Linked DNA regions of Mus musculus: all the other regions are linked to region 1. A link is a contact called in public HiChIP or PLAC-seq, Micro-C and promoter capture Hi-C data. All regions are on one chromosome and are shown on one strand. The core of a region is the stretch at or near the end of the contact, and the rest is flanking DNA. Distances in the headings are between cores, read along the strand shown. Region 1 holds the start of Qsox2 (quiescin Q6 sulfhydryl oxidase 2). Region 2 holds the start of Paxx (non-homologous end joining factor). Region 3 holds the start of Phpt1 (phosphohistidine phosphatase 1). Region 4 holds the start of Surf6 (surfeit gene 6). Region 5 holds the start of Fcna (ficolin A).

Region 1 (5,720 bases), core at 1,869-4,368:
GGCGATGGGAAACTAATGAGAATCAGGCCAGGCTGTCTGAAGATGGGCTGCAGCTGCAGGAGCCAAGTTGTAAAATTGCTCTTGTGGGCGGAGAGAAAGTGTATCTGCAGAAAGTGCTGGACACGTTTTATTTGCCCATGTGTTCGAGCAGGGTGCTTTGGCATTCAAACACATTGATCGTAGTAAGGCTTCAGTCCCAGGTCCCTCCCTCCAAGGTCTCAGGCTGTACCTGCCCTGGTTCTGATTCCTCATAACTACTTGGACCAATAAATCTTGACATGAGCCTCGGGAGAAGTTATTATTTTTCATAGAAAATAGTTATTTCTCAGTTAAAGCACACTTTTGATTTTCCTGTGATCTGTCTCTGTCAGTGCTTTGCAAACCAGTCTCTTTAGACCATGCTTTCAGCTTTCCACATGCCAAACTGTCACATGAATTTCCCAAGTCCCTGGGGCCCCATGCTCTCCTGCTCTACCATGACAGCCACTCTCATAAAACATATACAAAGGCCACTGGGGCTCTTACAAATGGTTGGGAACCATAAACTCCCTGGAAAGTGTATTCTCATCTTGCCTGCTGTCTGAGCCCTGCCCCAGGACTGGCTGCATGGGCTGGGACTACAGTGGACTTGTCATCAGTGAGACATAGTTCAGCAGTAGACATAGCTCATGTAGTCCCCAGCAACCTGCAGAGTCTCCTCAACTTTCAAAGATCCCCATCCAGGTAACACCAGATCCTTGACTTTGCCACAGATAAGAATTTCAGGATGGGCCAGATGGTAGTGAAGTCAGAGTTCATTAGGAAGAAAGCAACAAAAACTTCAGCATAGTAGTTAATAGAGAGATGCTTAGGGAAAAAATAAGGCACACCCAATCCTGGGTGTTGACTTCTCAAAGGAGAGTCATATCTAAGTGGCTTTGAAATAGCCATGTATAGGATTTCAGAGGCTATCAGAGTTTTTTGCTCAACAGATATCTAAGGGACTCTCCCTTCCTCTTCCTCTTTTCCCCTTTCCAATAAGTGAGATTATAGGATGGTTCTGAAGCCATCTGGATGGAATTACAATCTGGTAAAATAAAACCTTGGGCCACAAGGAGTTTAAGGAACTACTTTTCCTGTAAATGAGTTCCTTGTGAAATTCCTAGAAACCTGCAGGTTTAGATCGAAAAGACACAAACATGGCTTGCTGCTACTTTAACATCCTTATTTTAAAATGTTGTCTCTGTGTCAGCAAATGTTAACTGCATTGGAATTCTTGACTATCAGCTAGAGACAAGCGTCAGCCAATCTCCAGACTCTCTCATATCCCCTGAAGTTTCCTTATCCATCCTGCCTCAGACTTTCTTGCCTTCTGTGTAGAGTTGGGACCTGAAGATCAAGCTCTCCCATCCCAGGCTGGCCTTGTCCAGATCCTTTCCACATACAAACTGAGGGTCAAGAAGCCAGTCCTGCTGGGCATGGTGGCACACGCCTTTAATCCCAGCACTCAGGAGGCAGAGGCAGGCGGATTTCTGAGTTCGAGGCCAGCCTGGTCTACAGAGTGAGTTCCAGGACAGCCAGGGTTACACAGAGAAACTCTGTCTCAAAATTTAAACAACGACGACGACGACGACGACAAAGAAGAAGAAGAAGAAGAAGAAGAAGAAGAAGAAGAAGAAGAAGAAGAAGAAGAAGAAGAAGAAGCCAGTCCTACTCTCATGACTGCCTCCCCCCACCCTACCCCCAGGCAGTTTCCCTACCAGTCTCTCTGGTCCCTTGTCCTGCTTATTCATCCTCTGGTGACCATTAAAAATCAAATAGCTTCTCTGTATTTGTCTCCCAACCATGTCTCCCTGTTGCAGGATATTTGATCACAATGTAAACCCCAAGACTGTGTTATTTACTGAGAATAAAACCGGTTTCTAGTTGTGGTGTGGCTCAGCCCTTAGCACACACCTTTAATCCATGAGCTTTCTGTTTATTGTAAACAGTATAGATTAGATATAGATATAGATATAGATATAGATATAGATATAGATATAGATAGGCTTTTCAAGACAGGGTTTCTCTGTATAGCCCTGGATGTCCTGGAACTCACTCTGTAGACCAGGCTGGCCTCGAACTCAGAAATCTGCCTGCCTCTGCCTCCCAAGTGGTGGGATTAAAGGTATGCGCCACCACGCCTGGTTTATTGTAAACAATATTAAATAGGTCAAGAGGAAGAACAAGAGACCAGTTGACAGGGAGTGAAGTAGGAAAAACCGTACAGTGAGAGATCAGGTAGACAAACAGGAAGTAGAAGAGATTACATATTCTCTCTAGTGTTTGGAGAAAGCAGAACATTAGCATAGGAAAGTAGACTGAGTGATTGGAGAAGCCAGACATGGTGGTGCACATGTGTAATCCCAGTCCAGGGAGGCAGGAGGACAGATTCAGGCACATAGTGAACTCCATGCCAGCCTTAGAACCCTGTCTAAAAAAGAAGAGTCAGGTCTACCTCTCCTTTCTACCATCTTAGCAGGAAGCCAGCCAACTTTACCAGGTGGTTCTACTGTATCATGTGGGTTATAAAAAGGTCAAGGGATCATCGTGGATGTTTGAAGTTGACAGGTAAAATCATAGGTTGCATGTAAAATCTAGGATTCATGCTACATAAGAAATACAGGCATATAGCAAATATTTTTTCGATCTGTTTTTGTCCTATTAAATCTGCATTTCAGACTGAAAATCTTGGCCTGGTGTTTACTCAACATTCAACATGGCACGGGCTATTTCCCCTTGCTAAATCTGGCTACTTAGGCCCAGGACTTTCACTAGGTGAAAATTGCTTGCGGGTTTTAAGATTTTTAAGAGTTTTTTTTAATTGGGATAGGGCCAATGACCAGAGGCAGGGGCGGGGCCAGGAGCACAGGGGCGGAGCAGACTTAAGGAATGAGGCGGGGCCTACATTCTGGGGCGGGAACAATGTTCGGGGGCGGAGCAAAAAAGCGAGCTGTGCGGGACCTGGAATGACCAGTGCTGGGGAGGGGGGTCAAATTACGAGGGCGGGGCGAGAACGAAGAGTAGTGCCTGGGAAGATTAGCGGATTCGGGGGCGGGGCTAGTGCCTAGGGCGGGACCGGCGCGCGCAAGCACGTGACGCCGGTTGCCAGGGTGAAAGGTCAACGCGCCGGCGGCACTCCCAACATGGCTGCCGCCCGGGCTGTGGCGCGGGATCCAGGAGCTTATGCGCGGCAGCCACCGTCTCTTCGAGCCGCGCGGCTGCCGCGGCTGCTCTTCCTGCTGGCGGTGGTGGCGGCAGTGGGGCCCCGGGAGGGCGGCGGGGCGCGGCTCTACCGCGAGGGCTCAGACGCCGTGTGGTTGCTGGACAGCGGCAGCGTGCGGTCGGCCACGGGCAACAGCTCAGCCGCGTGGCTGGTGCAGTTCCACTCGTCGTGGTGCGGCCACTGCATCGGCTACGCACCCACCTGGCGAGCGCTGGCGGCGGACGTGCGAGGTGAGGGCCCCGCGCGCCGGTGGACGTTCCTCCGACGCAACAGCTACGTGGGCGAAGCCCCACAGATGGGGCCGATGGCTTTCCTGAGGTCGCCAGCTCAGAACACCGACTTCAACATGTCCCCAACCACTTATCCTAGCCACTACCCGATCAGTTTGACTTTCCCCATACCCAGCAATTGCATTTCAGAGGCTACCCTCTCCACTCAGGAAGGTCCCCATTCCTGTCAAACCTCAGCCTCGTTTGCTAGGTAGCCGACCATATGGTGGGCATTGGGCTGAGAAACTTAGATACCCACTCTGGGGACTGCTCTGCAACAGCAGAAAGTTTACAAAGCGTCTTCTTGCTGGGCTTCTGGGTCACTAGCCATAGCTTTCAGGAAATCTTCCCATATATGTTTAGTTACTCACCTTTGTAGAACTCAGACCCCTTGGAGCAGCTCCTGTAAATGGAATTTAAGTGGCCTTCCCAGCACTGGCTTACATTTGGCTTCACTGGCTTACAACTGTTGAACTAACCTCTAATTACAGATCTCTCAGGGCAAGACAACAAATTGTTACTCTTTTTCCTGCACCTTTGGTTTTAGGTCTGATGTTGAACACTGCTGTGTTCTTCTTAAACAGATTTGCAAAGAAGCCCTTTTTCCAAGTACGCAATTGCAGATGACTATTTTAAAATGTTTACCCTCTCTTTCCTCATTGTTGGGGCACTTTGACTTATATTTTTTTATTTTTTTGAGACAGTTTCATGACGTTGTCCAGGCTGGCCTTGAATCCATTGACCTCTGCTTTGGTCCTTATGTAGAATCTAATGACATTGTTCTCTTGGGTCGTAAGTTTTCTTTTTCTTTCTTCTTAATACTTAATTTGTTTTGAATTACATGGGCGTGGGTGTGTGCAGGTGAGTGCAGTTTCCCTTGGAAGGCAGAGGTTTTGGATTCCCTGCAGCTGGAATCAGAGGTGGAGGGAGCTGGGAATGACACTCCAGACTGAAAGAGCAGTGTGTGGGGTTTTCTTTGTTTGCCTCTTTATTTATAGTTTTTCAAGCCAGGGATTCTCTGTGTAGTCTTGGCTGTCCTAGAACTCACTCTATAGACCAGGTTGGCCTTGAACTCAGAAAGATCCGCTTGCTTCTGCCTTCTGAGGGCTGGTATTAAAGGCGAGCACCCACAACACCCTGATGCAGTCTGTGCTTTTAAACTTTGAGCCATCTCAGTTTCCTTAAGTCCTTGACAAGCACTAGCCAAAAGTGAGACAAGACAGTGAAAAGACAGTTTATACACTGGTTTTTTGTGGGGGTTTTATTTTTATTTTTTGCCACTCAATAGAGGAGAGGATTTTCCATTTCTTAATGCTTGTTGGTGGACCTGCAGGTGACCCTGGCAAGACTTGTTGGCAGCTTTTTTGCTTATATCAGTTCTGGCTTTCAATCTGGTAGCTAACTTGTACAAGCCACATCACGTGTTATAAGCTGGCTCTTCTATTAACCAAACCAACAGAGAGTGCTGCAGTTGTCCCCGGAATTTGAAAGGAAGAACAGTTCCAAAAGTGCCACAGTAAAAATGCACAGCTAATGCTGTGGTTGGCTTAGTGAACTGCAGTTGTCTTTAAAGAGTGACTGGTGCCTAGAAGATGGGGCAAGGTGTGGTGAAAGTGAAAGCTGACTGGCAGGGGCAGGTGAGGGCCTGAAGAGGGGTGCAGGATGTTGAGGGCAGAACTGCCTGAGTCAGGATGTCAGAGGCTCCTGAAGCAAGTCACCTGAGGACTTGGTAGGTGCTAACCCTAGTGTTATCAGTCCCAGCCTAGGCTGCTGGGTGGATCCTAACTTCTGGAGGTGTCTGGTCACCTGTTGTAAGGGATCCTGCCTAACTGCAGGATCCCTTACAACACCTACAGAAGTGATGACATCCCATGTGATGCCTGTCATGTTGGACAGCTTCCCCAGGAAGCTTCTGACTCTCACTCCAGTCCTCCTGTGACAGTGACCTCAGTACCTTCCGTGCCTTGCCTTGTAGACTTGTGTGTAGAATATGGGAAGCACTAGACCTTCTGCCTGGCCTCCACTTGGCTATGCTTCCTGCTGGCTTCCTGCCTGGGTGATCTAACAGGACAGAGGGTGCTTAGGGGTAATCAGTCACCTGTGAGTTGGACATGCAGGCCTTGTATTGGGTCCTCCCCAGTAGTTTCTTCCTGCCTCCATGAAATAGCACCTAGTGGCTTCTCCTAGTCCCGACCCTAGTCTCTGGT
Region 2 (5,720 bases), core at 2,243-4,742, 780 kb after region 1:
GCTGCGGGACTGGGGTGGCCATCTTGGGAAGTGTCCCAGGGGTGGCTTCTATGTTGGGGAGCTTCCTAAGTAGGCAGGCATCTTTGAGTCCTGACCAGCACCCACCTTTCACTATTAGTCATGACCTAGAGTAGCATCCCTGTGCCCTTCATGGACAAACCAGAGCTTCTGCTGTGATGTACTTCAAGACAGAGAAGCAACACTCTCCAGTCGTTGGCAGAGGAGCTGGTCCTGATAACCCCCAGTACCAGACACAGGCTCCTTCTCCTGGAGCAGTGTCCCCAGCCTGGGTGGGAGTACTGCCCAGGACACATCTCATCACCTGCTCACTCATGGAGAAAGAAACTTTGTTTCTCAGAGTGTCTTCTTGAGACTTCCATGCTTATGAGTCTGTAGCAGGCTGGCCAGGTGTCTAGGCCAAGTGAGGGGCCAGAATGCCCAAGTCAGTACACACAAGAGACTATCACTGGCTGAGGGTGGAGGACTTAGGGAAGGGACAAAGGCATTCATGAGATCTGCTTTCTCAACAAATCAGTGTGTTGGGCACAGATGAGTGTCCTCAGAGGTCCCTCCCAATGCCCCACTCTAACACCAACATAGAACTACATTGGGCGTGGTTTCCAGCATGGAGAAGGCAGGGAGGCCTGGCCACCATAGCTTCAAACAGCTACCGTGTTCCTCCAGATCCTTACTGCCCACTTTCAGTAATGTTTGGGGAGTTTTCAGTAATGCTCCACCTGCTCCTTGTATTGGGTCCAGCCACCTGCGGGGTCAGTTGGCTCATGATGCCTCTATGCTGAGTCTTCACCCAAAGAGCTCCCTGTTTTTCTCTACAGCTCCCCAGGCACAATAAACACTTTGGTGAGGCTGACAGAAGCAGTGTTTCATAGGGGAGTCAGAGAGTGGGTGGTGGGTGGCAAGGCCTGTCTAAGTCTGGAAACCACATAGGCTGGGTCCTTTAGGGCAGTACCTTCAGGGAAAGGACTATACCTTAGTTCTTCGTGGGAAGACCCAAGGTGCCTAAAGGCCCTTCTTGGACCCTGTAGTCCCCAGCATCTAGCCTAAGAGTATGATACGGCTGGTTTAGCTGCCCAGAAGCTCCCGCTTTGGAACAGCAATTACATGAGGCAAGCCACATTCCACCCTGTTCCATGTGTGCCCTGGGTCCCGGGAGCCACTGTAGACAGATTCAGCTTTCAAGTACATCAAATAGAAGGTCACTGAGATGCCTCTAAAGGTAAAGGTACTTGCTACTAAGGCTTATGACCTGAGTTTGATCCCTGGGACCTAAGGATGGAAGAAGAAAACTAACTGCCCTTTGACTTCTGACCTCTGTACCATGACACACATACACCCACTCACAATAAAATGAATAGAAATGCTTAATAATAATAATAATAATAATAATAATAATAAACTGAGGGAGGTGCTCACATTGGCTCTGGTCTCTACTTGCACATATGTGTGTACATGTGAATATGTAGAACACACACACAGGAAGGTAAGTGTATTATTTCTGTGTTTATACTGGACACAGTATAACTTGTTTGGCTTTTGTGTGTGTGCTAGGACCCTGTTGTGTACTCCTGCTGAGCAGGTACCTGGGATCCTTGGGCTTCAGCCTTTCCATCTGGATTTACAAGTGTGTTCCACCACGCCCTGAAGTACCAATGTTTGAAGAGACAAAATTGTCCCGAAATGTTTGAGGGTATAGTTCAGTGACACCTGTAATGTGAATATTATGCAAAAATTAATAAAATAAAATAGAATTTAATAAAAATATTGATTGTAAATTTGTCAAAATGTTGATAATTCGTCCATCTGGGGCTCATTATGCTGTTATTTCTGCTTTGTAGTCGGTTTAAAGTTTTTCACTCAAATTGGTAAAACAAACAAAACAAAGCAAACAAACAAAACCAGCAGCTCCATGGGAGGCTGAGAAACAAATCCTTGCAGACTTTAGCAGCCTAGAACAAGAAGCAGCGATATCTCCAGGTCCTTAAGGTCTGGGACAGGCCCCTCGAGTGGAAGAGGATGCCGTTCACCATCTCCCAGACCTGAGGCCTGGACAGGACTCTGCTTCCTGGCTCTGGCTCTGGCTCTGGCTCTGGCTCTGGCTCTGGCTCTGGCTCTGCCTCTGGCTCTGCCTCTGGCTCTGCCTCTGCCTCTGGCTCTGGCTCTGGGGCTCTGGCTCTGACTCTGGCTCTGGCTCTGGCTCTGGCTCTGGCTCTGGCTCTGGCTCTGGCTCTGGCTCTGGCTCTGGCTCTGGCTCTGGCACAGGCAGGCCTCCATACTTTAATATCAAAGGTTTTCCTGGGTTGCCTTGTGCTGTGGTGAGCAATGCAGTAGGGATGGGAGAAATGACAGACATCATTTCTGCCATATTCCAGTGGCTAGAATAGAAGCAAGACCTTAGATGCAGCTTCTAGGAGGGGGTCAGACAATGGTGGAGATGCAGGCAGACATCAAGGCTGAGCCAGAAACTCCTAAAACCAGGATGTACGGTACACAGTGAAAAGCAGGGAAAGTAAGACATGGGAGAGAGGGATGGAGACTTGAGCAGAGGTGAAATGTTCTACATGGATCCTCAAGAGGACACTTTCAAAAGAACTACAGGTAAGTACACCCGGCTGGAGACAGGCAAAAACCCATGCACGCAAAGGCTCTAGTCCGGAGCCTCAGCAGGGTTGAGCAAAACTAGAGGAAAGTGGGAATTGAGTATGTTTGGCTGATGGCACTTTTCAAATGTTAGCACAGTTCACCAAGTTACTAACCACTCTCACCATGGTTCTCATAGGTTCATGCTAGCCCTCTTCCACAGCCTTGGGAAGACTTCTGTTCCCATCAGGCCTCCTCCTGAGCACACCCTTTGCTGGGCTCCATTCTCTGCAGGTGGCATCAGCCCCTACTATGCAGGCCCTGTGTGGATTCTCATGAGCATTTGCTGCAGTGTGAGTGCTGTCCTGTCGGACTAGTCATCTCTCCCATTAGATCTCAGGTTCCAGAGACCTCCTGTTGGTGAAGGTGTCCTCAGGGCTGACAGGTATCACACAGAGGGTGGTGACTCAGACAATGGGAGGGTATTGCCCGGGAGAAAACTGCATCTCCAAACGTTTCCACATGTACTGTACTTACTCTTGTATTTTGGTTTGTTACAACTCAGCTTTAGAAAGAGATGTGTTTATATCTAAAGTGACAGGAAGGGACAAGTGACCAACAGTTTGGAGGCCCTGCAGTACAAGCCCTTGGGGGATAGATAGGAAAGAAGACCGGCATTGAAGAGCGGCAGATATGTTGCTAAGAAGGACCCAGAAAAGCGGAAGAGCACAAGGAGTGAGACCATAGTAGATCTCTGTTTGGATGCAAGGGCCAAAGAACAGAGCCCAGAATAGCACTGAGTAGCTAATGCGCTAAGCCCCGCCCTCCGAGTGCTTCCCGCCCCGCCCCACGTGCTAAACCCCGCCCTTTAGTCAGCCTCTTACTTAATGCCTGGTACCCGGAAACAATGTCAACCTTGAGTACCGCCCATCGCCTCGTCCTTCCGTCCCTCCAGAAACCAGAAGTTCCGCCGCCGAGCGAACACCTTAGATTGTGAGTCACCGAGTTTGTACTTCTGCGCAGGCGCCCTCAGCCCACATCTAACTTGGCTCCTGCGGCGAGACCGCCCTGCTGTCATGGCTCCTCCGTTGTTGTCGCTGCCGCTTTGTATTCTGCCGCCGGGTTCGGGCTCCCCCCGCCTGGTGTGCTACTGCGAGCGGGATAGTGGTGGAGACGGGGACCGCGACGACTTCAACCTCTAGTGAGTGGAGTCTAGGGATGTGGGGTGCGGGAGCATAGCGGGCACGGTGCCTGACAGCCCCTCCCACCCAGTGTGACGGACGCCGCCGAGCTCTGGAGCACCTGCTTCTCGCCTGACAGCCTGGCGAGGCTCGTGAGTAACAGTGCTGGGGATAGGAGACAGCTGGTAGCTTGCCACCCTCCCCCTCCCCGTGGCAGTGGTTCTAATAGCATTTCCAGGGTAGGGCAGTTTGGAATGTCCAGTGGGTCCAGGGTCCTGGGCGGGGTTAGTGACAATTCCTTGTTCCCAGCAGAAAGCCCGATTTGGCCTAAGTGGGGCTGAAGATATCCATTCCCGGTTCAGGTGAGTTCCAGTTAGGGAGGCCATGTGAATGAGAAGCTTGGGGTAGTGCTAACACATCCTGGCCATAACACACATCTCCCTCCTTAGGGCAGCCTGCCAACAGCAGGCAGTAACTGTAAGCCTGCAAGAAGACAGAGCATTGATAACCCTTTCAGGGGATACCCCTGCCCTGGCCTTTGACCTCTCCAAGGTGCCCAGCCCGGAGGCAGCCCCCAGGCTGCAGGCTTTGACTCTCAGCCTGGCAGAGCATGTATGCAACCTAGAGAGGCGGCTGGCAGGTACTGTATGTGTGGGCACCTGTACCTTCCCTCAGGGGCATGCTTTTGCAGACCCTCCTGGCATTGAGTGAGATGCCACGACTCTCTCTTAGCTGCAGAAGAGACCATCACTAGCCCCAAGAAGAACACCCAGCCAGCAGGCACTCAGTTCTTACCAGGTAAGGGGTGGGCCTGGCATGTGGGCTGGGGCTGCTCTTTCTCTGGAACTGCCTCTCCAGATGTCTCATGGGAGAATCTTTCCATGTGGACAGAGTTCTGGCCAGGGTTCTTTGGAGTTCAAGATTTCCCTGATCCTATTTTCTGGCAGAACTTGATCACCAGAGAGGCAGCTCTGGGCCTGGGGTCAGGAGACGGTGTCCAGGGGAGTCTCTCATTAACCCTGGCTTCAAAAGGTACTTGCCACCTGTCTCCCCTGCCCTGGTCCCTTCCTTTTCTTCTATGTATTTACATACTCTTGTCTTCTAGTAAGAAACCAGCTGCTGGTGTAGACTTTGATGAGACCTGAGGACAGCAAAGCCTGTTACTTGGCCAGGAGCCTGCCTGCAAGGAAAGGGGAGATCTAGGACCCCCTAATCAGAGACACCCCTTGCTTCACTTCCCCTGTGGTCCTGCTGTTGGGCAAAGGTGCCTCTCATCCCTTCTCCGTCAAATAAACTGCTCCCTCGGGGAGAGATGCTAGGCCAGACTTGAGTTGTGAAGATTGGCCTTGGGGAGGGGGCACGAGAAGACCCCTCTGGTGTACTGTGGAGCCCTGGGAGGCAAACAGATGCATCAGGCTCTCGGCATCCAGGAGGCTCTCCCGCCTAGGTCTTAAGGCAGGCAGCAGAGCTTTCTCAGACCTACTGTGTTGATTCTGCGTGGCCAGCACAGAAGCTGAGAGCGTCCTGGTCTGGTAGAGCCAGAACTCTCTAAGGCTTAGATGTCCCACACTTGCAAGCCCCACCCAGGTAGCACAGAGGCGTTGTCTTGGAGGCCACCAGAGGGCATTAGACAGTAGAAGCCCCTTATAGGAGATATGGTTGGCCCACAGTCTGTGGCTGGACTGAGGAATGGAGGCCTGCCCCCACCCACTTGGCCAGGATCCCAGAGGCTGAGCTTCATGGGGCTCCCCACCCTCCTTGGCCATCCAGGGCACCCCGCCCAGCTCTGGCCTGACTGGTTTGGGAGACTAATCCAATCCCCTAGATCCCTGATGCCTCCGTGCTGGGGCAGCTGTAAAGGGCCCCAGGCCTTTGTTCCACACCATGGAGGAGGGTGAATTGTGCTTTGTCCAGTGGACTCTCTTGTCTTCAGCATTTGGG
Region 3 (5,720 bases), core at 998-3,497, 660 kb after region 1:
AGCTAACCGGCGCTTCACGCCCACAACCATCTATCCCACGGATCGGCGCACTGGCCGCCCCTTCATGTGCATGATCATGGCTGCATCGGAGCCGCGTGCACTAGATTGGGTAGCCAGCGCCAACCTGCTGGACGACATCATGTGAACCATGGAACTATTAGGCCCAGGCCCCGACCCCGAGCCCTGCCTACTCTACTCAGGCCCTGCCTGATCCATCACGAAGGCCCCCAGAGTCTGGACCAGTTGGTTCAGCGCCTTCCAAATCCCCTGGGCCTCCTTTAGTCTTATACAAATTCTCTGCCCTGAGCTCCACCCACTCCACACCTCTAATTTTGCCTGGGAGCCCCCACCCCCACCCCTGTCCCGTTTCCAACCAGCTGCTTCTTTTCTTCTCTGTTCGTAACCGGGCCATCCAAATTCCACATCCTGGGCTCTCCCCAAGCCAGTCAAGGAGAGGGGGCTCCCCAAGGGCCCGGTCCTCGCCCTCGGTGCTCCCCACTGGGAGGTGGGGTGGGACTGAGGACCTCTGGGCTCTGCCTGCTACACTCATCCCATGGGGACAAACTCAGTTGGTGTATGTTGTGGGTGCTTGCTATAGCTCTCCAACCCTTCTAGTCCAGAAATCCATGTTAACCAAAGCCCGATGTCCTTACTTCGAGCACTTCCCCTAACCCTCCTGTCTGGGGTGTATCAGGCTCAGAGGGCTACTCCCTGTGCACCCCTATGAGGTTGAGGCAATGGGCGTAGCCAGCACTGTACACGTACCAGTGCCGCCTGTCCTTCAATACTCTCACCTTAGTCTGGGCACTTGTAGACAAGTTGGAATACTGGGGAATTTTCAGGTTAAGGCCAAGGTACAATCCACCCTGCCAGATGGAAGCCTGAGCAGGGGAAGCAGTGTGGGCGGCGACCCAACCAGAGTTAAGATCTGGGTAAGGATTTGAGCTCCCAACACCTACCCAACAAGATGGCCTTAAAAATCTGCCTTCCAGAGAAGATGGAGAGGTGGGAAGCGTGTGCTGACGAATTAGCAGACAACCCTACTGAGAGCAGCTCCTACCACGGAATGACTTGGGAATGAGTAAGGAACAGGGCTGTCCCTAATTAGGAACTGGACTAGGAAAGGTGCTTAGTAGTGAGCCACCAAGTGTGGGTACGGTTAAGGAGTCGGTGCCGAGGCCTGCCCCGAATCCAATCCTGTGTGCAAAAGTGCCCTGGCTGCACTCCAAGCTGAGAGAGAAGCCAAAGCCTGACGTGTTGTGGAGAGGTCTAGGCTTCCCTAAGCCCCTTGCCTGACCCCGTACCTGGATCTGAGCCCAGGACTTTGTGGAGGGTGTGACCCAGAGAGGGCTTGCGACCAGATTCTCCAAGAATCTTGGGAGAAGAAGAAGCCCCAAGCCCTTAGGAGCTCTGAAAGTTCAATTGCAAGAACCTGGGACACACACCTATGCACGAGGGTGTGCACACGCGCCAGCTACCCTCGACTGGATGTCCCCGGGACACTCCAGCTCTCTCTCCTTGGCCCCTGTCTTAGCACATGCCCGGATGCCGCTCTTGCAACACTTGCTGCCCCGCCGCCTGCCGCCCTCCCCAGGGGCTCCACAGTCCCTCCTGCGGCAGACTGGCAAGAACGCCTCTGACGAGAAGGGCAAGTGCTTTCGAACCAAGTAAAATAGAACTTGAATGTAGCTGCTGCTAATAACTCGGTAGTGGTGGTGGTGGTGGTCGTCGTCGTGGCCGGGGGGGGGGGGGGGGGGGGGAGCATTGCGTCAAAGCTTCCGGGAGTAGGAGCTTAACAACCCGCAACCGGAGTATTGTGGAAGGGGAGGCCCGAGGGTGTGAAGTGGAGTATGCAGGGGAGTACTTGAATTTGGAGAGACCGGAGAGAGATCCTCCGGTTTACAGGTGTTGGGGAAGAGAGGACTTCGGATTTATGGTTTACGGATTGAAGCCTTAGGACCCAGGAGTGGAACCGGAGTGCGTCCTTGCATCCTTTTGCTGCCCTGCAGCGGGTTGATTTACAGCACCACGGGTTAACCTATGCCTCGGCTCCTTTAACTGGGACTCATGAGCCCGATCCCAAAGCTGCAAAGAACTGGGTTGCAATTGGCCAGTCCGTGCCTCAGATTGGAGGTACAACTGGCTGAGGCTCTGGGCTAGGTAAGCATTCCCTCACGGGATTGGCCGTGGCTGCCAAAGGGCCCGCCTCCCTACGCATAGGCCTGGGTCGGGTTTGGTAAGGGGCTGTGGGGCCCAGAGATCGAGCGCTTCGGGGAACATGGCGGCGGACCTCGGTCAGATTCCTGATGTAGACATTGATTCGGATGGCGTCTTCAAGTATGTGCTGATTCGAGTCCACTTAGCAGAGCCTTCTGGGGATCCGGCGAAGGAGTGCAAGGAAATCGTGCGTGGCTACAAATGGGCTGAGTACCACGGTGAGGGCGGGGCCTCTGTGCCCTTGGAGGCGGGACGAAGGTTAGGGGCGGGGCCTTACAGTTGCTGGTAGCGGAGTAGTGACTGCTAATATATCATGACTTGTACTAACACATAGCTAGGCTGACCTAGAAACGTCGGGATTTGGGCAGAAAGGAGTGCCATGACTGGGATCTTCTTAATCCCGTCTCTCACTTCGAAAGTGTCTTCTTCCTCCCGTTCATCTTTTTGCCAGCGGGGGAAGGGCTCATCTTCTCTGGGAAAAAGACCACCAAGAGCTGGAGCTTCTGACCCCATATCCAGCCCTAGAGTTCAGTGTGGGGCCAACAAGGGCGGCTAGGGCATATCCTGAGGCCACTCTCCCCACCCCAGCGGACATCTATGACAAAGTGTCAGGCGAGCTGCAAAGGAATGGCTATGACTGTGAGTGCCTAGGCGGCGGGCGCATCTCCCATCAGAGCCAGGACAGGAAGATACACGTGTATGGCTACTCTATGGTGAGCTCCAGTCCCCAGGTCTCAGCCAGACTGCAAAGCTCACCTTTGTGAGCCTGACCCCACCCCCACCCCACCCCACCCCACCCCTCACACCACCATTCAGGCCACCTTTGGGACTCTGAAAGTTGGAGCTACAGAACCCTTACTTAAGGGCTGAATGGGTTTTCCTTTCCCCACGTTTTCCAAATGACACCTTGGGCTACATCCCCGACTTGCTCCAGATCCTGATGGGTCTGTGTCCTGACTCTCTAGGGGCCCTTGGAGCCACCAGTACTGGGGTCAAATTCACAGTTCTATGTTGATCCTTTTTCATAAAGTCCACCTTAGACCCTCAGGCATCACCTGAAGAGCTCTTCAGTCCTCATCATGATCCCAGTATGATTAGGATGGTAGGATCTGCTAACTTTCCCCAGGGCTGCTATTGCTGCGGCTTCTGGGTGGGCTCCCAAAGCAAAAAACTAGCAAACTGGCGGTCATCCTTTCTCTAGGGTTACGGTCGTGCCCAGCACTCTGTTTCAACTGAGAAGATCAAAGCCAAGTATCCTGACTATGAGGTCACCTGGGCTGACGATGGCTACTGAAGCTCTGCCCCACCCCCCACCCCCCGGACTAAGTCAGGTCTCTGCTCTTGCTGTGTTCTGTTTTGAGGGGCTGGCCCTGTGCTTTCCTTTTGTACCTTAGGCAGCATAGCACCTGCCAGGCCTTAGAGGCCAGACCAATCTGGTCCATAGGAATTAAAAGCATTGATATGCCTACTAGTCCCTGACTTGTGTCTTGCCTTCTTTACCTTTGGATTGCACCGGACAGACCTGCTCAGCTTCAGGGGCCCTGGGAACTACTGGTGCACACTCAGCCCCCTAGGTGCAGATAAGGGGGCCCCTGCATTGCAGCCATTTATGGCTTGATTGTTCCTCCATGAAGCTGCTATCCCCAAGGACATCTGGGAGGGGGCCCCACAGGCCTTGCACAAGAAGTCAGTTCCTGGCCACCTAAGGCCTGGGGTGCCCACAAGTGCCCCCTTCCTGTAGTTCATCCAGGAGTCCCACCAGGAAAGGGTCCTGGCAGCCATTGTCCCGCCAGCTGGCAGGCTACATTTTTCATCTGTTCTCAGGCCAAGCCTGATATCCCTGAGTGATCGCAGGAACAGTCATGCTTGTGTCTCCTTCACTTGGGACTTTAACTTAGATGGATCTTAGTCCCAGGACCATTTACACTCTAATTCTCTGCACTAACCCCACTTCACCATACAGGACAGTGGGTAGGCACCAGCTTAACCCCTGCTCTAAAAAGTCTCACACACCTTGTGCCATTATAGTGAGTCCTAGGGAGAGCCAGGGCTGGGGCCTCCCTCACCAGACTTGAGCCAGCCTTCGTCAGCTCTGTAGACGGCACACAGACACTACTGAGAGAGATACCCTGTATAGGCTAGGAGGCAGCTGAGATACCCTGTATAGGCTAGGGGGCAGCTGAGATACCCTGTATAGGCTAGGGGGCAGCTGAGATACCCTGTATAGGCTAGGGGGCTGACCTAAGGCGAGACAAGCCCCAAGGTCTCAGTCAGTCAGTCATAGGCAGATTCTAGTTCCATGTGACAAGATCTTCATAACTCTGACATTCCTCTTGCCTCAGCTGTGGGCCTTTTCATGGGAGAATGAGTTTGTGGGCTCATCAAGACTTTTTCCAATCACCAACCACACAGCACATGATATCTCAGAACAGTTTTTGTTTTGCTTCATTTTTTTAAAAGATTCCTCCTTTTTTTTTTTTTTTTTTTTTTGGAGACAGGGTTTCTCTGAAGATTTGTTTATTTAATGCATATGAGTACACTGTAGCTGTCTACAGACATCAGATCCCATTACAGACAGCTGTGAGTCACCATGTGGTTGCTGAGATTTGAACTCAGGACCTCTGGAAGAGCAGTCAGTGCTGTTAACTGCTGAGGCATCTCTCCAGCCCCTTGTTCGTTTTTTTTGTTTTGTTTTGTTTTGCTTTGAGACAGGGTTTCTCTGTGTCCCTGAACTCTCTTTATAAACCAGGCTGGCCTCAGACTCACAGAAATTGCCCTGCCTCTGCCTCCTGAGTGCTGGGATAAAAGGTATGCACCACACACTTGGCCACTCAGGGCAGTTTTTAAAGATGAATAGGAGACTAAAGATGGAGCTCGGCTGTTAGAGCTTGACCAGGAACAGGAAATCCCCATGTTCAACCTAGAGTACCATATAAACTAGTGCACCTATGATCCCAGCACTTGGGAGGTGGAAGCAGAAGGAAATTATTCCCAGCTACGTAGCAAGTTCAGGCCAGCCTGGTCTAAGTGAGACCCTGTGTCAGTACACACACACACACACACACACACACACACACACACACACACACAATCAGAACAGTTGGCAGAGTGGCACAGCTTGAGTTATAGGTGCTGTGAAAGAGAAGACACCACACCCCAACATGGGACTTGTACTGGTCCACAGCGGCAGGCTGCTGGTACTGGGTTTGTCCTGATCTGGTCCCCCTAAGCACAGAGCAGAGGAAGCTCTGGACCATGTGCTGGATGGCCATGTGTAGCCACTGAGCAGACTGCCCAGATGTCCTTGACCTGCACCAGGGTAGGCTGTAGGCCCCAAGAGAATCTTAGAGCCTTGCGAGTGGGGTCCCCTGCCTTTCCAAGCTCCAATAGAAACTTTCAGTGGGAAGGGTAAGGCAGGGCTGGGTAGACACACAGGATGTCCAAGAGCCGACCTTTGGTCAGAAAGAGCCAAGTAGAGGCCCCCTCTAGGAATACTTTTACAG
Region 4 (5,720 bases), core at 1,070-3,569, 670 kb before region 1:
CCCCTCCTTTTTTTTTTTTTTTTTTTCTTATAAAAGTGGCATGGCACTTTTTATTTTTACAACCAGAAAATAAGTCCCAAATTCTCAGTTCAGAGGCTGTAGTTGAACAACAGAAAGGGGGTAAACAGGTACCAGGTAAGACTGGGGGCCCTGGCCCGCTCAGCCCAGAGAACCCCAGGTAGCTAGCACAGAAGTTCTAAGTCTAGTAGTGTCCTCTGCTCTGGTCACTTCTCCTTCAGGGGCTCAATTTAGCCACTTGGACTCCAGTTCGGGGCTGCCCTGAGATGGGGCTGGGGTGGTAAACAACCCCTGATCACAGGTAGTATGGGCTGTGGGACAGGTGCAGGCCCAAAGATGTCTCTGTAGTAACAGGTGTCAAAATCAGGGCTGAACACTGTTATAATGGAAATAAAGAGTCCAGATGGGGGCTTCCAGTTTCCCTACCATGCCTCTGGGGTGGAAGAAGAGCCCTTAGAGGTGGGGAAGCAGCCACTGAGCCACCACCCCTTCACATCTCTCATGTGGCTGGAGGATCTTCAAGTAGACACTAGCATCATCCCACAGCCAAGAAAACTGTGACCTGAAACCTGGCCAACCAAACCCACAGTGTGGCCGAGTCACCTAAGCCACTGTGCTCAGGGCAGGGAATACTACATTGATGGGAAGAGGGAGTAAGGGGGAGATGGGAGAGTGAGGCCTAGGCTGGCACTTCATCACACATGTCCACCACATACAGGCATACATATACACACCATTCACACCTGCACACATGCGTGAGAGACTCAGAGATGCAAAGACAGTGTTGGCAATAGAGACACCAAAAGACGCCGAGGGATTCCAACAGCTCCAAGTCCTTAGAGTGGCTGGGTAACCTCTCCCAGGAGTTGTCCATCACAAAGCAGCGCATGTGAGGAGCACAGTAACACCAAGAGGCCTGACACCCATGGAGGGAACAGTGGGACGGCCCCTCCTTATATAGCTTTGGGTTCCTGGCATCTAGTAAATCCGTGACATAAAATAAATGGATGAAGAATCCGCTAGTACTGCAAGCTATATGACTGCAGCACCTGTACCTTTGATGCCACCTATTTTTGCCATCCTACTTAGAGCTATCATGCCTGCATCTTAGAAGGACTGGCCTTGGGCTTGGAAAGGCTGAGGTGTCTTGCTCAGAAGCGAAGATCTTAGAAACCGGGAGCTCAGACCCCATTGCCCCTCAGTACCAGGCTCACGGCTGACATACAGAAACCATGGTTCTCGGGCAGGTATGTGCATTCAGCCTGTCACTCCTGACTACCATCAGCATGCCTCATCCATGGTTGTAGTCCTGGGTCTATAAGGAACATAGGCTGGTCACCAGGTGACCCAGCACCTACAATAGCCAAAAAGAACATAGCACTGGAATGTGTAGCTAGGGGCAAGTCACTGCCCCAGTGAGGGAGTTTTCCAGCAGTGATGCCAAAGCAGTGTTAACTGTTGGAAGAGCTTGTAAGTGCCCTGGAGAAAGCTTAGCCACCTAGTGAAAGACAGTGTTTTATTGTTTAGTCAATTCTGTCGTTCACATTTAAAAGCGAAACTTCTCCTTTAAAGGGCACCATTGTCTTTCCTCTGCTTGCGTGGCCAGGGCCAGAGCTCCCTGGAGATACTGCTTGGGGATTTAGTGTTCTAGAAATTCAGAGTCACAAGTGATGTAAGTTGTGTGTCACCTTTTTTCATGAACTTCTGAGTTGCTGGGTCACACCCAAAAAACTACCGGGCAGGCTCTTCTTTGGGCTTGCCTTTCCCTTCATTTCCTCATAAGTAGCTTTAACGCCATCTGCAAGTAGTTTCTTATTCCTAAGGGCTCATCACCATTGAGATTCATTGCTACCGCATGTAATCTAAGATCCACGCCATACTCAGGTCTCTAGTTGTGGCCCACGTCTTTTTATACCTGATTGCGTTTTGCTCTGTGTGGCGGGAGTGGCAATAGGATGCTGGGCATCCCCTGCAGGCGGGGTTCTGACCTTCAGTCCAGCAGTAGGGAAAGAGCTATAGTAGCCCAGGTCTGCCCGGCCCTGAGGGCTTCAAGCTCGGTGGGAGCCCAGCCCTCTCAGGTTACAGGCTCCATTTTCAGAGAAACGCCTCCAGATTGAGGAGTAGCCGGCCCGTCAGGCATGGCTAATTGAGCTCCGAGAGGAAAGCAGCTGCTAGCGGATTTACACTGTGGCTTCCGGGGCTGGCTGGCTGGTTTGCTAACCTGGAGTTTAGATTACGGCTAATCCTTGGGGGTGGCTTCCGGTGCTCCAGGCTGCGTCTGCGCATAAGATACTTCCGGCGGGGTCACGCCGCTCTACTGGTGGTACCTGCGTGTACGGAGCTTCCGGCGGGGCTCCACCGCGGGAGCTTCCTATTCTGGTCCCAGCCTTGGTTGGCAGCATGGCTTCTCTCCTGGCCAAGGATACCTATCTTCAGGACTTGGCCAAGAAGATCTGCGCGCAGCCTGGCCCTGAACGACAGAGGAGCACATGGGGTAAGGCATCCGGCTCGAGCAGCTTTTGGGAGCAGACGCCGTCAGTAAGGAGCCCGCTGTCCTAGGTCGGGGCCGGACCCCCCGCAAGGGATATGAGTTCGAGCGGGTGGGTACTCGCGGGGACAGCAAAAGCTTGAGCTCTGGGCCCTGAAGGAGTGGGAGGCAGTTAGGAAATTACCAGACTCGAACGGAAAGAAAATCGGGCTTGCTACTACAAGTGTGAAGAGTTTTCTTACTGGCGTGTGTGTTTTTCAGCCCTTGTCTGTGAATGTGTTTCTTGTGTTGAAAGAACGCACACTCCATTCTTGGCTGTTTAGTTTAAAGCGCTAACATTTCCTTATCTTTGGAAGTGGAAGCAAGTCTTAAATCATAAAATGTTAATTGCGTCTGGGCCTGGTTGGTAGGGAGGCTGAGGAGAAAGACCTCGAGGTCAAGACCCGCCTGCCTGTCAGGACTACAGGATGTGATCACCTCTGCATGAGCAACTTCAGGAAACTCTCCGAAAGTAAAAGGAGCGGGTGGAGATATGGCTCAGTGGTTAAGAGCACTTGCTACTTTTGCATAGGACCCAGATTTGGTTCCCAGCAGCTACATGGCAGCTGACACCAGCCCCTAATTCCAGTTCTAGGGACTCATTAACACTCTTCTGGCTCTCAGTGGCACCAGGGATGGTCTTGATGCACAGACATACTTACAAACAGCACTCATAAAAGTAAACGAGTCTGGGAGGCACAGGTGGGAGGTGGTCTGCAAGCCTTTTAACACCAGCACTTGGCAAACAAGCAAGAAAGATTACTGTGAATTCCAGATGGCCAGGACTGCATACTGAGACCCCTTTTATTTGTTTGCTTGTTTGGAGACAGGGTTTCTCAGTGTAGCCTTGGCTATCCTGGAACTTGCTCTGTAGACCAGGCTGGCCTTGAATTCAGATTCACCTGTTTCTGCCTCCCAGGTGTGCCACCACCGCCTGGCTTAAGATCATGTGTTAAAAACAAACAAACAAACGGAGCTGGAGAGAGGGTGCAATAGTTCTGTGTATCTACAGCTCTTAGGAGAGGACCAGATTGTTCCCATCAGCCACCCTCATTTATGGTGCACATGATTAAAATGTAATAAATTTACCAAAAGAAAAAGGAGGTTTGGAAGTATGATTTAGTGTTGGAGTACTTGCCTAATGTGTGTGAGAGCTGTTGTGTGGTATCATGTAGGAAGACACATGAGTACCTGCTCAGCCAGGACACACATGCTGCACGTGAGCACAATGAAGCATTTGGTCTGGAGCCCATTTAGAATGATGGTGGCCTGTAAACATGGGTTTAGGTTTCCCCAAGTCCCATTTTCCAAGGGAAAATATTCCTTGAAGTAGTTTCTTGAAGTTTGACAGAACGAAGAAAGTCAAAGCAGGTTTAAAATACATTAGAGTGTATACCAGGTCATATAGCAAAATGACAGCTTTCTTTAGGACTAGATGCTGATGGCAGTTCCTCCCGTCCCCCAAACAGGGCTTCTCTGTGTAGCTTGTAATGTCCTGGACCCTGTAGACCAGGCTGGCCTTGAATTTACAGAGATTAGTCTGCATCTGCCTCTGAAGTGGAGTGCTGGGATTAAAGGTGTGCCTGGTGCTGATAGCATTCTTAATTTTTAGGTTGGCCTGCTAAGTGAGTATATTCCAAAACGTTTATTATCTATTAGTCACATGGAGGAGTCAGTCTGCAGACAGCTTCTTTCCAGGAAATCTCTGGCAGAACCAAAGGCAGAATACTGCTGAAGTCCAGAGAGGCAAATGAATTGAGCCTTATGGGGTGACTCACAGGAGTGGAAATGATTCAAACACAGCTTTACCACCAAAGTCTACCCCAGCATGGGTGATGGATCACAAAAGCTGGAAACCTGAAGTGCACTGCACAACTTGCAGGCAGCTCAAAAGTTGGAGAGTATTTATTTCATGTACTTCTGTTTGATTAAGTGATGCTCTGCCTTCTTATCTATGCTTGGGGAAGAGGGGATCTAGTGAATCTGGTCAGTTTCAGGGACTTCTAAGCCTTGGTGTTTGGTTCCTGAGTTTAAGGAGCGCGCCTCCAAGGTGAAGGCTGGTATACTTGCTTCCTTCCTTTCTTTCTTTTTCCCCCTTTCTCCCTTTCCCCTTCCTCCCTCTGTCTTGTCTTTCCATGGTTTCTCTGTGTAGCCCTAGCTGTCCTGGAACTCATTTTGTAGACCAGACTGGCTTTAAACTCACTGAGATCCACCTGCCTTTGTCTCCTGAGTCCTGGGATTAAAGGCGTGCTCCACCACACCCTGCTGGCAGGTTTTATTTAGGAGGAAATTGTTGTCCATGAGCCTAGTGTTGAGGTTTGGGCAGTGAGGAGAAAGTGTGTGGCAGTACTGTCATTACTTAGAAGAGGTGGTTATGTGTAGATATTCGGGTGGTGACCACCCTGAAGCCATATTTGGTATTCTATTCTTCATGTGCATAACTGCCCTGCCAAGTGGGTGAGTATGTTTTGCATTTAAAAAATAATAATTTATTTTTGCTCTTTGGAGACAGGATCTCACTATGTAGCCCAGCCTGGCATCGAACTCTCAGGAATTCTAGTGCCTTGGCCTCCAAGTACTAAGGGGTGATAGACACATAGCTGCCTGCTGCCCTGGCAGGAGGTGGTTGTAGCTCTGGACAGGCGGTGCTGGCCTAGCTACCTGGTTCTTTGCATTCTCTTCCTCTGCTGAATTGGTGAAAAGGGACTCTGCTTGTTTTGCATTTCAGGTGTCAGAACAAAAGGCTCAGAAGCTGCTGGCGCCCCCAAAAAGAAAAGGAAGAAAACACAAAAGAAGTCTCCGGAGCAGGAACAGAAAGCTATGGATCACAAGACTAAAGCCCTGGGCAAGAAGCCTCCTACCTCTTCTAGGCCCAAGAACCCAATGGTATCCAAACAAGAGAAGGGCTTGAGCTCCCTGGGGTCCCCTAAAGGTAAGTGGCTCCAGGATGTGCATGGTCAGGGCTGGGATGGGCCTAGACACAAATGTCCCCACTGCTCAACAGTGCTAGCCGGAGTTTGTCCTGTGCTGCATGACAACCTGGTGACAAGGCACTACTTGTTTTTCTGTGTCATAGGAACCAATCTCATAGTGCAGCTGCAAGGGATGTGTTTTAAAGGAGCTTGGGTAGAACTTCTTAATGGTGGCCTGTAAATCCCCACTTGGCCCTGAGGGA
Region 5 (5,720 bases), core at 1,266-3,765, 610 kb after region 1:
GAGCATGTGACACACATCTTTAATCCCAGCACTTGGAGGCAAAAGCAAGCAGAACTTCAAGGCCAGCCTGGTCTACATAGGTAGTTCTGGGACAGCCAGGCTACACAGTGAAGCCCTGCCTTAAAAAAACAAACAAACAAATAAATAATTGACAATGTGAGCAGAAACAGCACCCAAGGCTGACCTCTGCCCTTCACATGCATGTGCGCACACAGAATTATCAACTACAGAAAAATACACCACAGTGATCTTATAACCACATTAAATGGAATAGATAGAACTCAAGTGGGAAGGAATTTCTCCTCATAAGTTCCCAGTGAAGTTTTTATTTTGTTTTTGTCTTATTTTAGAAGTAGTGGGGAACAAAGCCAGTGCTTCATGTTAGCATCCTACCACTGAGCTACACCTCACACCCAGTTCAAAAAAGAAGGGGGCTTACATGGAGTCTTACTATTTAGCCCTGACTGACTTGAAACTCACTATGTCTACCAGGCTAGCCTTAAAATAGTAGAGATTTTCCTACCTCTGCATCCCCAGTTTCAGGATTAGAAGCATATGACACCATTCCTATCCAAATTTAGAAATTAAGGAGAAAAAAAAAAACCTAAAATAATTCAACTGCACAGTGTAGAAAAGTGATTATTATTAATCACTTATTAATCATCAGCTAGGCGGTGGTGCACACCTTTGATCTCAGTGCTCAGGAGCCAGAGGCAGGTGAATCTCTCTAGTTTCAGGTCAGCCAAGGCTACACAGAAAAACCCTGTCTCCAAAAAACCAAAACCAAGGAAAAAGAAAGTGATTGGCAGGGTTGAAGAGACAGCTCATCAATACTGCTTTTGCAGAGGTCCCAGCTCTCAAGTCAGGTGGCTCAGGACTGCCTGACATCCCCACTCCAGGAAGCCACTCTATTCTGGCCTCATCGGGCACCTGCACACATGTATGTGTACATGCACACACACACACACACACACACACACACACACAAATAAAATCGAGAGGCAGGAGTGATGGCTTAGCAGCTGAGCACTGGCTGCTCCTCCAGAGGACCAGGATTCAATTGCCAGCCCCCTCATAGAGGCTCACAACCATCCTGTAAACTCCAGCTCTAAGGGATGCAACACCCTCTTCTGGCCTCCATGGACACTAGGCATGCAGTTAGTACACAGACATATGTGCAGGCAAAACACCCATTACGCATAAAGTAATAATCTTTAAACAGAAATAAAAATAAAATCTAAAAAAAAAATGATGCAGGTGTAAAGTTGGCTGAAAGGGGATAACGCTGGAAAAGTTAGACTCTTTTAGGTTTAACATTTTTTAATGAATTATTTTATTCATTTACATCCCTAGACTTGTTATTTTTAAAACACCTACCGCCTGGGCTGTGCTCAGCTTGCTGCAGTTGGAGATGGGGGAAGCCATTGCTGTTAGAGAGCTGGCTACTCCGATGAACCTCAGGGTTCAGGCCTGGGGCAGGAAAGAGCACTTCCTGTAGGAACTGGTGCCAGTGAGGACAGAGGGAGGTCAGCAGCCTGGAGGGACAGAGGGAGGTCAGCAGCCTGGAGGGACAGAGGGAGGTCAGCAGCCTAGAGGGACAGAGGGAGGTCAGCAGCCTGGAGGGACAGAGGGAGGTCAGCGACCTGGAGGGACAGAGGGAGGTCAGTGGCCTGGAGGGACAGAGGGAGGTCAGCAGCCTGGAGGGACAGAGGGAGGTCAGCGGCCTGGAGGGACAGAGGGAGGTCAGCAGCCTGGAGGCGTGCTGGGGAAGGAATGGGGGAGCATAGCTGGCCTAGTCTGGCCTGCAGGCACTCAGGTCCCTATGGATTCCCTGCTCACTATAAACCCTAGCCAGGCCGATGCCAGACTTTGCAGTAGGTAGGTATTAAGGTATACAGGGCAGGACTGGAGAGATGGCTCAGAGGTTAAGAGCACTGCCTGCTCTTCCAGAGGTCCTGAGTTCAATATCCAGAAACCATGTGGTGGCTCACAATCATCTGTAATGGGATCTGATGCCCTCTTCTGGCATCCAGGTGTACATGCAAATAGAGCACTCATATACATAAAATAAATAAATCTAAAAAAAAAAAAAAAAAGGATGTAGGCAGGGTAGTGAGAACGAGGGTTCTGCTGGCTTGGAGGGCCAGGCTCAGCTCTTTCATGGCCCAGCCAGTGCCTCACACTCTCTCAGGAAGGCTTCTTCTGTCTGCTATCCATGGATGGGAGGCTGAGAGGTTCAGCATTTGGCTCTGGGAGCTCAGTAGGCGCCTTTGGCCAGCCTTGCCTTTCTGAGCTAGTTCTTTGGGAATCTATTCTTTGGAGAGAAGCAGAAGAGGAAGGTAGAGGAGGAAGAGGAAGGTGGAGAAGGAAGAGAAGGAGGTGGTGTCCTCATGCCCCGAATCCCCAGTGCTGACTGGGAAAGTGTGCTGAGTGTGTGAGTACTGTACTCATGTGCTACAGGGAACTGCTGGGTGTGGCGCTGGCCATCTGGTGACACACAGGAAGTGTGCCTGGTTTTAACTTGCACTCCTTCTCAGGAGAAAAAGCTGAGCCGTGAGGAATCCAGGCAGTGAGGGTCTTCACTTCGTTCATCAGTGCCTCAGCCTCCGTCCAGAGCCAGGGAGTCAAGGAGTGGCTGCTGTACCCAGAGCAATGCAGTGGCCTACGCTGTGGGCCTTTTCAGGACTGCTCTGTCTCTGTCCCTCCCAGGCCCTGGGTCAGGAGAGAGGTGCCTGTCCAGGTGAGAGGGGTCTGCTCAGAAGTGTGGGCACACACATACCTGCATATGCCTGCACATGTGGCAGCAGGAGATGGGACATTTTAGAAGGGCAGCCTGAAAACACATCCAGAGACAGGCTGCATGAATGCTAGTGGGTACGGAGAGCTGTGGTTTTCAATGCTGCTCCAAAGCCACCCCTCTTTTTTTTTTTTCTATGCAGATGTTAAGGTCGTAGGTCTGGGGGCCCAGGACAAGGTGGTTGTCATCCAAAGTTGCCCTGGCTTTCCTGGCCCACCTGGGCCCAAAGGGGAGCCTGGAAGCCCTGCTGGAAGAGGTAGCAATCTGGATGGGAGAGGGATTCCCCTTAGCCTCCCCTTGGCCCAGCTCCCTCCAATCCTACCTAGGAGATGAGATCCAGTTTAGTCCTTGTGTTTACAGGAGAACGGGGCTTTCAGGGCAGCCCAGGAAAGATGGGACCTGCCGGCAGCAAAGGTAAGAGGGAATTCTCACATGGGTCTATCTGCCTAAGATCCAGACAGGTCTTGAGAGTGGTGCCAGTAGCACCTGAGCCCACACACCATCCTCCCCTATGTCCAGATGCATGCCTGCCCCCTTCCTACAGGCTGGGCATTCAGATCTCTCTCCTACAAGTTCTGCTCGCATGGATGGACACATAGGTGGATACACACACACACACACACACACACACACACACACACTGAAGTGAAAAAGAACCAGCACTGTAAGAATGCCCCTTCTGTCTACAGGAGAGCCAGGAACCATGGGGCCCCCGGGAGTTAAAGGTGAGCCTAGTAAACAAGTCTCCTTAGGAAGGGACCAGGAAGGACAGCTCCACATGGAGCAATATGGGATTAGGGTCTTGTTGGCTTAAGGGGAGTCTTGAATACAAAGAAAGGTGGGTGTTCCCAGAAGCACTACTTCAGGGGTCCCCAAAGTCTCCCCGGATCATTATGCATATCAGAATGTTGGGGGCTCACAGACTAGGGGAGAGGCTGGAAGCTGGGAGGGGTACAGGAGAGGATGTGGCAGGATTCCAGCTCTGGGACAAGGCTAGTATGCTGTATTCCTCCAGGGGAGAAAGGCGATACAGGAGCTGCGCCATCTCTGGGTAAGTACATCCCATAGTCTCTTCTAACGTTTCCAGTGTCTTTACCCTCTGGTTGTGAGTGAAGAAGAGTGAGCTTCGGGGGCTGAAGTAGCATGAAGCATCTGTGGGCCCAGCCAGCCTCCCAGCCAGCACCCTGACCTATCCCAACTCTGGGTATAGTCACAGACAGGACAATGCATAACAGCAGCCAAACACAAAGGAGCCTAATGGGGCCAGCCAGGATGGGTGTGCTGGGCTCTTTAGCAGGAGGGTACGGCACCATGTATGCCAAGTAGAATATGGAGTCTAGGGGAGTTATATGTGATGGGAAGGGACCAAGGAAGAAAATAACACTCATGACTCTGCCCAGGTGAAAAGGAGCTGGGAGACACCCTGTGCCAGAGAGGTAAGTGACCTCTCAGCTGGCCCCTCCTACTTCCTGCTCTCAAGAATACAGCAGGACCCCACCCAGGGAGTATACCCCAGATACAGGCCAACCCTGCCCACTTCCCCATGGTACAGGACCCCGGAGCTGCAAAGACTTGCTGACACGGGGCATCTTCCTGACTGGCTGGTACACCATCCATCTTCCTGACTGCCGGCCACTGACTGTGCTCTGTGACATGGATGTGGACGGTGGGGGCTGGACCGTGAGTGAGGAGGCTCAGTGTGGGGCATAAGAGGTTTGCACACAGCGGCCACACTCTGGAGAGCTGAAGTCAGGGAGAGAGCAGAGCAACCAGGGGGAAAAAAAAAAAATAATGTGGTGCTTCACCCTCCAGCGAGACCCAAGCACTGGTGGACCAGATCTAGAACTCTGTGAAGTGAGTTAAGTGGGCGACAGGACCCCAGTCATAACAGATGCATCAAAACATGTCAGCCCTGGGCCACTATCATCTATCAGTTACCTTCTCAGTCCCCTGTACTCCCTGCCCCTGAAAACTATTCCTCACTCATGAGGTTCTTTATAAGAGTGAGAAAAACAAAACAAACCAACAAAAACCAAATAACCAACCAAAGCCCTGGACCTAGACATATCCCTCGGGTTCCTGCTCTTAGGAACCTGATACCCACATGCTCCCCTGCCCCACGCCACAGGTTTTTCAACGACGAGTGGACGGGTCTATCGATTTCTTCCGAGACTGGGACTCCTATAAAAGAGGCTTTGGCAACCTGGGCACGGAGTTCTGGTTGGGTAATGACTACCTGCACCTGCTCACAGCCAATGGTGAGGAAGCAGTCTCTTGGCCATCACCTGCCTTCCACTACGCTGCCTGGCCTGAGCCTTTTCCTTCCTTCCACCCATCCTGCTAGGGAACCAAGAGCTCCGAGTTGACTTACAAGATTTCCAAGGGAAAGGCTCCTATGCCAAGTACAGCTCATTCCAGGTATCTGAAGAACAGGAGAAATACAAGCTGACCTTGGGGCAGTTTCTGGAGGGCACTGCAGGTAAATCACACAGAAAGCTTAAAGCTATTGGTGGGGATGGGGAAAGGGGCCTGCAAGTTGCCCCTACCCATCTGGGATGGGCTCTGCCTTGGCCCTGAGAGCTGACAGGTCTGAGTCTTTGCAGGAGACTCCCTGACAAAGCACAACAACATGTCATTTACAACCCATGACCAAGATAATGATGCAAATAGCATGAACTGTGCAGCTTTGTTCCATGGAGCCTGGTGGTACCACAACTGCCACCAGTCCAACCTCAACGGGCGCTACTTGTCTGGCTCCCATGAGAGTTATGCGGATGGCATCAACTGGGGAACTGGCCAAGGTCACCACTACTCCTACAAGGTTGCCGAGATGAAAATCCGAGCATCTTAAGGTGCCCCAGTCTCCACCCAGCCTTTCAGCCATGTCCAGGCCATGTGGGGACACTGAAGGGAGGGATCTCTA

The links. Promoter capture Hi-C pulls out the DNA fragments that hold promoters and counts their contacts. Hi-C and Micro-C count contacts between places; a contact is called where the count stands out from the background. HiChIP or PLAC-seq counts read pairs in DNA pulled down with a chosen protein or histone mark. Capture Hi-C pulls out chosen DNA fragments and counts their contacts.
Region 2: a contact with region 1 is called in an H3K27ac HiChIP or PLAC-seq map of microglia, with 6 times the contacts expected there. The contact joins the promoter of Paxx here to the promoter of Qsox2 in region 1.
Region 3: a contact with region 1 is called in a Micro-C map of embryonic stem cells, with 5 times the contacts expected there. The contact joins the promoter of Phpt1 here to the promoter of Qsox2 in region 1. A contact is called at or near these places in 1 of 39 promoter capture datasets (liver), 1 of 484 Hi-C or Micro-C datasets (embryonic stem cells), 4 of 115 datasets of contacts at active chromatin or transcription factors (T-cell acute lymphoblastic leukemia, embryonic stem cells and pro-B cells) and 1 of 9 other capture datasets (liver).
Region 4: a contact with region 1 is called in a promoter capture Hi-C map of pre-B cells, with 6 times the contacts expected there. The contact joins the promoter of Surf6 here to the promoter of Qsox2 in region 1. A contact is called at or near these places in 3 of 39 promoter capture datasets (liver and pre-B cells), 3 of 484 Hi-C or Micro-C datasets (CD4 T cells, Th1 cells and myocytes), 1 of 115 datasets of contacts at active chromatin or transcription factors (memory CD8 T cells) and 2 of 9 other capture datasets (adipose tissue and liver).
Region 5: a promoter capture Hi-C map of adipose tissue shows a contact between it and region 1, with 2.3 times the contacts expected there. The contact joins the promoter of Fcna here to the promoter of Qsox2 in region 1. A contact is called at or near these places in 3 of 39 promoter capture datasets (hippocampal neurons, liver and neural stem cells), 3 of 115 datasets of contacts at active chromatin or transcription factors (astrocytes, bone marrow-derived macrophages and forebrain) and 1 of 9 other capture datasets (adipose tissue).

Annotation. Positions count from the first base shown.
Region 1 is chr2:26,234,797-26,240,516 of GRCm38.p6, reverse strand. Qsox2 (quiescin Q6 sulfhydryl oxidase 2) reads left to right here and starts at 3,118. Exons shown (of 12, transcript NM_001302956.1): 1 at 3,118-3,474. The coding sequence starts at 3,165.
Region 2 is chr2:25,458,866-25,464,585 of GRCm38.p6, reverse strand. Paxx (non-homologous end joining factor) reads left to right here and starts at 3,492. Exons shown (of 7, transcript NM_153557.1): 1 at 3,492-3,799; 2 at 3,871-3,931; 3 at 4,092-4,141; 4 at 4,229-4,419; 5 at 4,512-4,577; 6 at 4,727-4,811; 7 at 4,885-5,098. The coding sequence starts at 3,675. The coding sequence ends at 4,924.
Region 3 is chr2:25,571,398-25,577,117 of GRCm38.p6, reverse strand. Phpt1 (phosphohistidine phosphatase 1) reads left to right here and starts at 2,247. Exons shown (of 3, transcript NM_029293.2): 1 at 2,247-2,435; 2 at 2,806-2,930; 3 at 3,419-3,687. The coding sequence starts at 2,279. The coding sequence ends at 3,511. Ajm1 (apical junction component 1) reads left to right here. Exons shown (of 1, transcript NM_001005424.2): 1 at 1-1,702. The coding sequence ends at 145.
Region 4 is chr2:26,899,486-26,905,205 of GRCm38.p6, reverse strand. It overlaps Surf6 (surfeit gene 6), which reads left to right and starts at 2,319. Exons shown (of 5, transcript NM_009298.4): 1 at 2,319-2,512; 2 at 5,274-5,477. The coding sequence starts at 2,419.
Region 5 is chr2:25,624,769-25,630,488 of GRCm38.p6, reverse strand. Fcna (ficolin A) reads left to right here and starts at 2,515. Exons shown (of 10, transcript NM_007995.3): 1 at 2,515-2,740; 2 at 2,940-3,053; 3 at 3,158-3,211; 4 at 3,487-3,522; 5 at 3,813-3,848; 6 at 4,198-4,233; 7 at 4,350-4,477; 8 at 4,926-5,055; 9 at 5,142-5,276; 10 at 5,401-5,720. The coding sequence starts at 2,653. The coding sequence ends at 5,648. Fcnaos (a long non-coding RNA gene) reads right to left here. Exons shown (of 8, transcript XR_003954003.1): 6 at 1,378-1,535.